Linked DNA regions of Zea mays: region 2 is linked to region 1. A link is a contact called in public Hi-C data. All regions are on one chromosome and are shown on one strand. Each heading gives the region's core, a stretch centred on a gene start, on an enhancer-like site or on the middle of the called end of the contact. The rest is flanking DNA. Distances are from core to core; before and after follow the strand shown.

Region 1 (4,449 bases), core at 566-3,065:
TATGTTATGGATCGCCTTTGAATCCGTCCAATTCCCTTCAGCCCTCCTGGTAGCTTCTTGGCTTCCATGAACAACAATGGGCCCTTGTTCCGAAGGTATCTTCATGCATAAGTACGCTGGATGGAGTATAGCTTCGAAGGCATTAAGCGTCCCTCCACCAATGATTGCATTGTATGGGTATTCCATGTCAACGATGTCAAAGACAAATTGTTCAGACCTTGTGTTGTGGACGTAACCGAAGGTAACTGACATTGTCATTTTACCAAGTGCCACAATCTGTCTTCCTCCGAAGCCACAAAGAGGGTGTGTTGCATCATGTATTTTGTCTTCTGGCTCTTGCATCTGTGTGAAGGCCTTTGCAAAGATGATGTCTGCTGCACTGCCTGTATCAACCAGAACATTGTGGACCAGAAATCCATTGATGACACAAGATATAACCATGGCATCATTGTGAGGATAGTATTTAAGCTGAAGGTCTTCCTGGGAGAAGGTAATTGGGATATGAGACCACTTGGATCTGATGAAGGGTCACCCCAACACGCTGCACTCTTCTCTGTGCATCCTTCTTCTGCTTCTTGTTAGCTGGCTCTGAGCTTGAACCACCTGTGATTGGGAGCACTAGCTTCGTAACAGCTTGGTCGTTGTACGAAGCCATTGTTACAACAGTGGAAGTGAGTTCACCGGAGGTGAGCGCCAATGTTGGTCACTTGTTCTCTAAAGCTACGAATCAAAAACAAGGCAACACAAATGTTAATGGTTAAAGACCTTCATCACATTATCTCACTTTTGATATAATGATCTTCGGATGAAGGTTATTGCAATGTACAAAGATAAAAACATGATTGTATGAAACATAGAGAAAACATGAATAATCATTCTAAATCATTAGATTATTCACAATATCATCATATCATATATTTATAAACAAACATCAATGATATTGAATTACATTTGTACCTTCGGCTTGACAGAAGGTAAAGGTCCAAGAGTGATGTGCAAGTGATTACAAGTCAGCGTGAACAGTACAGGGGCACTGTTCATCTATTTATAGGCACGAGACACAGCCCGGACAAAATTAGATTCATGCCCTTGATAAATAATCATGACTATGACACAAACTATCAGGGACTATGCAGTCTTTTCCTCTTTAAGTCGGTACCATCCTTCGTATCAAGCATGTCATCATGTCGAAACTCCTTCAGTTGTAGCTTCGGCATACATCTTCATGTCACACCTACTTACTTGTTATCTTGCCGAAGGTGTTTTTACTTAGAGGACCTTTGGCGGAGAAGAAAACCCCCAACACCTGTTGTAATGTAAATGAGCTGTTGTAATATAAAAGTTCAAAGGTAAAAATAGTTTTATGTAAATTACGAAATGGGGACCTCTATAAATACCTCTAACCTATACTGTTTATGGGCAATAGATTTTATCTAATACATCTTATTTCTCTATTTGGTGTTTGGATTCATTCGCTACATGAGCTTATCTGGATGTATTTATATCCGTCTTAGTTCATCTGCCTTTCTTTATTTTTTACTTTAATCTATTGAACGCACGCGGACACGGATTGAGTGGATACGACGAGTCACGAGTGTATTCAAATAAATTCAACTTTTTTGAAAGTTCACAGGAGCATTATATTTCTTATATATTAAAGCCGGACAGAAACGTGAACGACGAGGGCATCCACGTCGTCAAAAAAAAATTGGGTCGTCCGATCGCCAGTCAAAAGATGATGTCTCCTCTCACTCCCTCGCTCGCTCCGCCTCTCCACGCTACTGGATACTTCCGATGCCTGTTCCGCTGTTTCTCTTCTCCCGTGTCTTCTCCCGTTTACCTGCCGTGTGCGACTACTAGGAGGTCGCCGCCGCCGTACGCTCAGCTTCTCTGCGCCGGCGACAAGCACCCACCACACCAGGTACGGCCGCCCCCTCTTCCCTTCCTGATGTGCAAAACTAAGCATCCGAACCCTAATTAAGCTATTCTCCCTCCGCCTCCCGTCCAATCTGGAAGCTACGCGGCTCCTCTGGTCCCCATGAGCGCAGGCCACAAACTCACCTTCTCCCACGAACGGTGAAGCCGCGACGGCGCGACGACTCCACAGCCCCAGTCCTCCTCCACTCACCCCGCCGCATTCCCATCAGCGGCCGGCCACCGCCTTTCTCCTGCGCGTGTGGCTGCGGTCTGCCTCAGTAGCTAGAGCAGCATAGTCGCACATCCAACCCCTGCAACCCCGTCCGTGGGCTTCCCCATGTGCTGTGTGGCACTACGGTAGCCGACCCTCAGCAGATCTTGCGCAGCTGTCCTCACCAGTCGCCAACGGCCTCCTCGCCCAGTCGACCTTCTCGGATAGCACCCCTCGACAGCACCCAAGCAACCGACCGAAATGAGCAGTGACTCAGTTAGGTGAGCCTAACAGCTTAAGCGCCCAAACGCAAGTAAGAGCAAGCAATGTATTCAATATTGATTAATTTTTTCAATATTTCAAATGTTTATCGATATTATTGAGCTGTAAATTTATGAATTCATAAACGAGATTTTCTGTCTGCTAAATGGTTGCTTGCCAAAGATTTGTGATCAGAAGCAAACAAACTTAATCTTCAATAGCAATTCTGTTCCACACATGGCCCTGATCCATGTCTCGGTTTTACTTTCAACCGGAGGATTTGGAATTCTGGAACTAAGGAATCAGCTACAGAGAAATAGAAGAACATATAGAATAGAGTAGTTTAGGGCAGATTTAGAGTTTGTTATTTTAGCCCAATGATGGATGTTCTCTCTTCTAAATTTCTATATATTAGGGTGGGAGCCAATCTGGAATGCTAGACCATCCGTATCATTTTTACGTCGTTCGATCATCCGTTAACTATCTGATTGTATCAGTCACATATGAGTTTAACTGTATGATTGCCTTTTAATATTGCAGGATTGTGTTTATTGGATTTGAGTGTCTGATTGTGTCAGTCAAATTTGAGTTCATCACATCCAGCCCCCGCAACCCCGTCCGTGGGCTTCCCCATGCGCTGTGTGGCACTACGGTAGCCGACCCTCAGCAGATCTTGCGCGGCTGTCCTCACCAGTCGCCAACGGCCTCCTCGCCCAGTCGACCTTCTCAGACAGCACCCCTCGACAGCACCCAAGCAACCGACCGAAGTGAGCAGTGACTCAGTTAGGTAAGTTCAGAGATAATGTTTCATTTTTTCTACGAATTTTATGAATACATGCTCCTCTTATATGAACTGCAACTATCTCTACCCTAGAACAGACATCAACATGTACATGACTATTAAATTTCCTGTTACATTGTTCTACCTATATTGTAACAAATGTCCTTTCACTGTTGTCATTATGTCAACTTAGTTAATTATATGGGCACTAATATATTTTTTATTTATAAATACACCAACAATTTACGAGGAGCTGCGCCCATTCGTTTTCAAAATTCTAATTGTAATGTCCACTTCTTCAGTAGGTAAGTTCAGAAATAATGTTTCATTTTTTCTACGAATTTTATGAATACATGCTCCTCTTATATGAACTGCCACTATCTCTACCCTAGAACAGACATCAACATGTACATGACTATTAAATTTCCTATTACATTGTTCTACCTATATTGTAGCATATGTCCTTTCACTGTTGATTTGTTCGCTTCACACAAAAAATAGTGAACGTCGATTCCAGCCCAAACTTTCGTTTGGTCCACCCAGTCTTGCTGTAGACACTGTAGTTAAAATGCTCTACCAACTTTATTCAGGTCTCTTATTCCTAGACCTGCAATCTCCTTTGCCATGGTCGATTTCAATAATTTAAAACATGTTGATAATGAGTGCCATATATATTCTTAGCGACTCTTGATCAAGTTCATATATGAATGAATCACAGATTCACAGTGTACGGAAGGGAGCCACTTAATACTTAGTAAAACACCATCAGGTAACCACTTTGTAGTTCAAGTGAGCTGAATCGCCCAAATTCAAGATAGTGTATCTCTACATGCTAGTATGATTTCTTTAAATATGCATTGTGTGAGTATATGCTAGATCACAATCTTTTACTTTCACAATAGGTTCTTGCTGTCAGTGACCACAATTTGGTTTAGTTACAATGACTATAGCATGACCTTTACGATCATGCCCTCAAGCATCCAGTTTTTTTTACCATATGGATATGTGTGGATACAATAGCAGTTAGTTTTATTGTCTATCCCAATTAAGAATGGCCACAATGTAGCATTTGATTGACATACACCTCTAATATATCGTACATAAGCAAGAATATGTGAATACAGTAGCGGTTTGTTTCATTACCTGAATTTATTTATTAAGAATGGCCATAAAAAAGGGTGTTTCGTTACCTATATATGAACACATACTACACTATATACAAATTCAAACCAAGTGTAACTCTGGCATATTGTTTCTAAAAACACTAACCGTTAGTTCA
Region 2 (4,449 bases), core at 1,174-3,673, 140 kb before region 1:
CCTTGAAGAGCAAAAACGTCACGGCATTGTCTATTTCCGATTTTCTGTGCTGTAAGCCCATGACTGGACCAGGAGTGTGAGGCCTGCCTGGTTGCCTTGCCTTCTTGCCTGATGGAACGGGCTGACACCACCCTCCCATCCATAAGCAAAGACAGATATGATGTTACTACTGCATTTGATTGGTGGGTAAGTAAAGATTGGAGTGATGGGAAGGGCTATCTGTTTCCTGTAGATGAGCTAGGCAAAGAACGTTATCAAGGAATATCTCTATCGTGTTCATAGCTCGTCTCGTATTGATGGATGAAGATACGAAACCTATGCTGAGTATTCTTCAGAAAATTGGTACAGCAGCCTTGCGCCTCACACTGCACAGCCAATTTCAGAGGCATCTTGGGCCTTGCAATTCGATAGCTGTTTGTTTTAACAGACAATAAGATTATAATTTCCATCTGATTCCAACTGTATGTGTAAACCATGAATTATGTGGCTGAGCTAATCGGATCATCTTCCTGCTGTACCTCTCCACAGAGTGGACTGACCCTCGGTTCAGAGGGCATCTTAGGACCACTGTCGTCGGACGCACCTTCAGAGGATTCTGAAGAACCCACAGATGAGTAGAAGCAGTTGACAAAACGCGCCGGATTTAAGACGTGCTGAAAAATGCGCCTGATTTGAGATATTGTAATCGCAGTTCATCATGCCCATTTTCCTTGAGGGGAAGGCATGGCAAATGTAAGAACCCTTCCATTTGTTCTTATCTCAGGTGAAGTGTGTAGGGAAGAACCTGAAAATGTAAAAAGGTTCTGAAGACGCCGAAACGGGAATGCATTTTGAGTCCCCTGTGAAAGTTATCCGAATATATATATTCTGCGATTTCGATGCGTATACTCAGCAGGGAACACGCAAAGCGTTCTGGATTGCAGATTTGCAGTCACGTTTCACTCGGAAAACCAAAGGCAAAGGACGTGTCAACAGCGAATCAACGCACGAAAGCGCCAAAGTTCCAAGCCAACAAGTTTTGCTGTTGCACACTTCTTGCACTGTGGTGGAGCGGATGGTTGCGCAACACTTGGCACGTAAAAAACAAAAGTTAGACTGAAAACCAGTTTGAGTTGGCCACAGCCCCTTGAGCACAGTGGCTGTGGCTGGCCGTGGCACAACAGGTGTCGTCCTATATAGCTGTTTCACCGAAACGTTCGATTTGCCGAAAAGGCAGAGGGGGAAGCAAAGCAACTTTTTTGCAACGTCGCAGGTTGACGATGGGGTGAACCCGTGTTCCATTTTTACGAAGGTTTGGCTGTGTGCCTGGACTGGCGGAGAGAGAGCTGCTGCTCCTCGCGGCCACTACTCGCACTCTCGATAGGCAGAGAGCGAGGAAGAGAAACGGTTCCTCGATAGACAGAGAGAGAGAACGAGAAACGGTTTTTAAAACAGTTTTGCTTGCACAACACAACTGTGTTCTTCCCTTTTGCTCTTTTGTTCAAACATATCAAGCTGCCAAACCTTACTGGTTTCACTGATAGCGCCCTCCACTATACTCACATACCAAACCAAACATATATCAAATGGGTCTTTATTTCTTCGTCCCAGCGCATGTCAACTCTGAACAATTTTCTTCAGGAAAAAGGCTTTCACATTGCAAGAGAGAGAGAGAGAGAGAGAGAGAGAACATGGATTATATCCACTGAATTACCGGGGAGGGGTCAATTAGCTTTGGCGATCATCGATGATCACGCGTAGGCGTAGGCATCTGCTGTGCTGGAAGAAGACCTGAAGGGCTACCAAACTAGCAAGGCGGCAGCAGAGTCAGCAGCAGGCAGGGTAGTGTCAGTCCCTTTCCAGTAGTTCATACTTTCTGAACCCCTTGTACCCACTGCCATATCGAGTTCCAGCGAGCACAGCACACAGCGCTTCTTCAGATTAAGTGCTTTCTCCCCAGTATATGGTATCTTCAGGTGGACCTACTGTTCATGCACGTCGACCGGCCGGTGGCGCTCTCGCCGGTGCGCGCGCCGATCAGTCGTCTCGTCGTCTCCCCGTCCCCGCCCGCGCCGTGAGTGCGGATTGGAATTCGCAGGCAGGAAGGCAGACCGGCTGGATAAGCATCCCGTCGCCTGCAACTTGCACTGCGTTCTACTAGTTGCTTAGCACCAAGAAAACAAAAGCCATCCTTTTTTCTTCTCTCCATCTCTCTGTCGTCTGTCTCTCAGCGTGTGTGTGTGTGTGCGCGCGCTGAGGTTGAGCTCTGCACCGCAATGTAGCTGTCGACCGGCTGAGGCTGCACACGTACGTCCACGGTCCACGTCCACCACCACCAGCTAGCTGATGAGATCTAACGTACGTAACGACACAGCACAGCACAGCAGTCAGCACGTACTTGCTTGGCCCCCTTGGCTTCTTCTCTTCTCGGCTAACTGTGCTGTGCTGTCAGCTAGCTCTAGCTACGTACGTGGTGTTTGACCATGGACACAGCAGGGAAGGTATCTAGCCTGTCCCTGCCTACTAGCTAGCTAGCTAGCTTGGCGCTCGTCGCCTGCTGCTGCTCCCCGATCATAATTGGGCATTTAATTTGGCAAAGTGGAGTGTGCGTTGACCGGCAGCAGCAACGTACTCAGGAGGATTAGGTAGCATGGCATATAACATGCACCGTATCGACAAGTTTATTACACAATGAAATATGTAAGCACGGTCTCGTCGTTTGCATTGCAAGTAGGAGTAGTATATAGTATATCACAGTCAACTCATATCGATCTGAACACTTTTGAACCGCTACCTCTTATCCTTTTTCCTGCCCCATTTGTAATTGTTGTCTGATTCGGCATGCATGCATGCATGCATGGCACGGTTGCTATTGCTAGTATCAGTTCAAGCTAAACCAAAAGGCGACGCGCGCCGTGGTCCGTCAGTCTCGCTGCCGAATATAATTCTGGGTTCATCACCCATCAGCAGGCACGTGGTTATACGCGTACGTAACGTACGTACGTGTCGAGTGATGAGGCCGCGAGTTGAACAACACGTATATTACGTGCCAGATCGATCCTCACGCTGCAAGAGAAACGGATGCGCTTCTGTGATGTGATGGATCTCGCCTTTTCAACTCAAAGGTCAAACAGCGCATGCACACGGCAGGCGGCGCGGGCAGCGAGACGACGGGCCCATCGCCGTCGATGGCTTTCTGCCTCCACTGACCGGTACAGATACAGGCACATCGGTATAGATTAGATGGACACACGACATACGCCGCCGCGCCGAACCCCAGCCGATCGAGCTGCATGCGACGCGACCGGAGAGACGACGAGCGCCACGATCCCGTCGTGTCTGGCCGCGTTATGCATGTTCACGTTGCTTGCTTGCTTGCGGCCGTAGATACGACACGCGCGCATGCATACAAGCAAATGGCCGATCGATCGGCCGGCCGGCCGCTCTCGTTGTGCACATGCTGGACCGTGCCAAGTTGCAGGTTCTCCTCTGATCGTGCCGTGCAGTGCCGCCTTTCTAGCCCATCTAACTCGCGTTGACCCTGACGACGATATGGCGCCGCTGCGTGCACCGATATGATGTGTGGAGAGTGTCGGCGTTTCGAGACAGGGGGTCCCCAAGCCGACGAGTGAGTGTGCTGCGTGCCCCAGTCCAGATGGGTCGAGCGCGTGGGCGAGCGCGAAGGGGGGAGAGGCGAGGAGGCCGGAGTCGAGCGTGAGAGAGGTGGAAGTCCCGCGGCCTTCGTGTTCGTCCCGCGCCCAGGTCAGGTGCGCTTGCAGTAAGGGGGTTACAAGCGTCCACGCGGGTGAGGGAAGCGAGCGGCCCCAAGAGAGCGCCTGTCCCGTCCTCGGTCCCGCGCGGCCAACCTTCTCTAAGAAGGCCCTGGTCCTCCCTTTTATAGTCGTAAGGAGAGGATCCAGGTGTACAATGGGGGGTGTAGCAGAGTGCTACGTGTCTAGCGAAGGGAGAGCTAGCGCCCTAGGTACATGCCAATGTGGCAGCCGGAGAGATCTGGGCACCCTGCTGGCGTGATGTCGTGGCTGTCGGAGGTGCGGCGGAGCCTGGCGGAGGGACAGCTGTTGGAGCGGTCGAGTCCCTGCTGACGTCGTCCTGCTTCCGTAAGAGGGCTGGGGGCCGCCGTCGTCATAGAGCTTGTGGAGCGCCATCATTGCCCCTCCGGCGGAGCTGGCCGGATGGGACGCCGGTCTTGTTCTCCGTGACCCGAGTCGATTCGGGGTAGGATGATGATGGCGCTTCTTGTTGACGTGGCGGTCTGTGCCCTAGGCAGGGCGACGTGGGGGTTCCTCCGAAGCCGAGGTTAAGTCTGCCTTCCGTTGCCGTGGCCGAGCCCGAGCCAAGGGGTCGGGCGAGGCGGAAGTCGTTCGGCCGAGGCCAGCGCGGAGTCCGAGCCCTGGGGTCGGGCGAAGCAAAGTTTCGTCGTCTTCCGGGTCTTAGCCCGAGTCCGAGCCC

What was found. A called contact is a pair of places that touch in the nucleus more often than the background predicts.
Region 2: a Hi-C map of endosperm shows a contact between it and region 1, with 3 times the contacts expected there. The contact joins the enhancer-like site here to the promoter of LOC103634581 in region 1. A contact is called at or near these places in 3 of 25 Hi-C or Micro-C datasets (ear, endosperm and tassel).

What each region holds. Positions count from the first base shown.
Region 1 is chr1:51,220,253-51,224,701 of Zm-B73-REFERENCE-NAM-5.0, reverse strand. It overlaps LOC103634581 (neutral/alkaline invertase 1, mitochondrial), which reads left to right and starts at 1,815. Exons shown (of 8, transcript NM_001428413.1): 1 at 1,815-1,921; 2 at 2,930-3,176; 3 at 3,889-4,449.
Region 2 is chr1:51,359,530-51,363,978 of Zm-B73-REFERENCE-NAM-5.0, reverse strand. No RefSeq gene overlaps it. Among protein-coding and RNA genes, the nearest start is that of LOC100274036, 62 kb to the right of the region's middle. Within about 2 kb of position 2,423, at least 15 of the 20 cell types and tissues checked have an H3K27ac peak or open chromatin away from gene starts, as enhancers often do. A contact at or near this core is called in ear and endosperm, where this site is marked.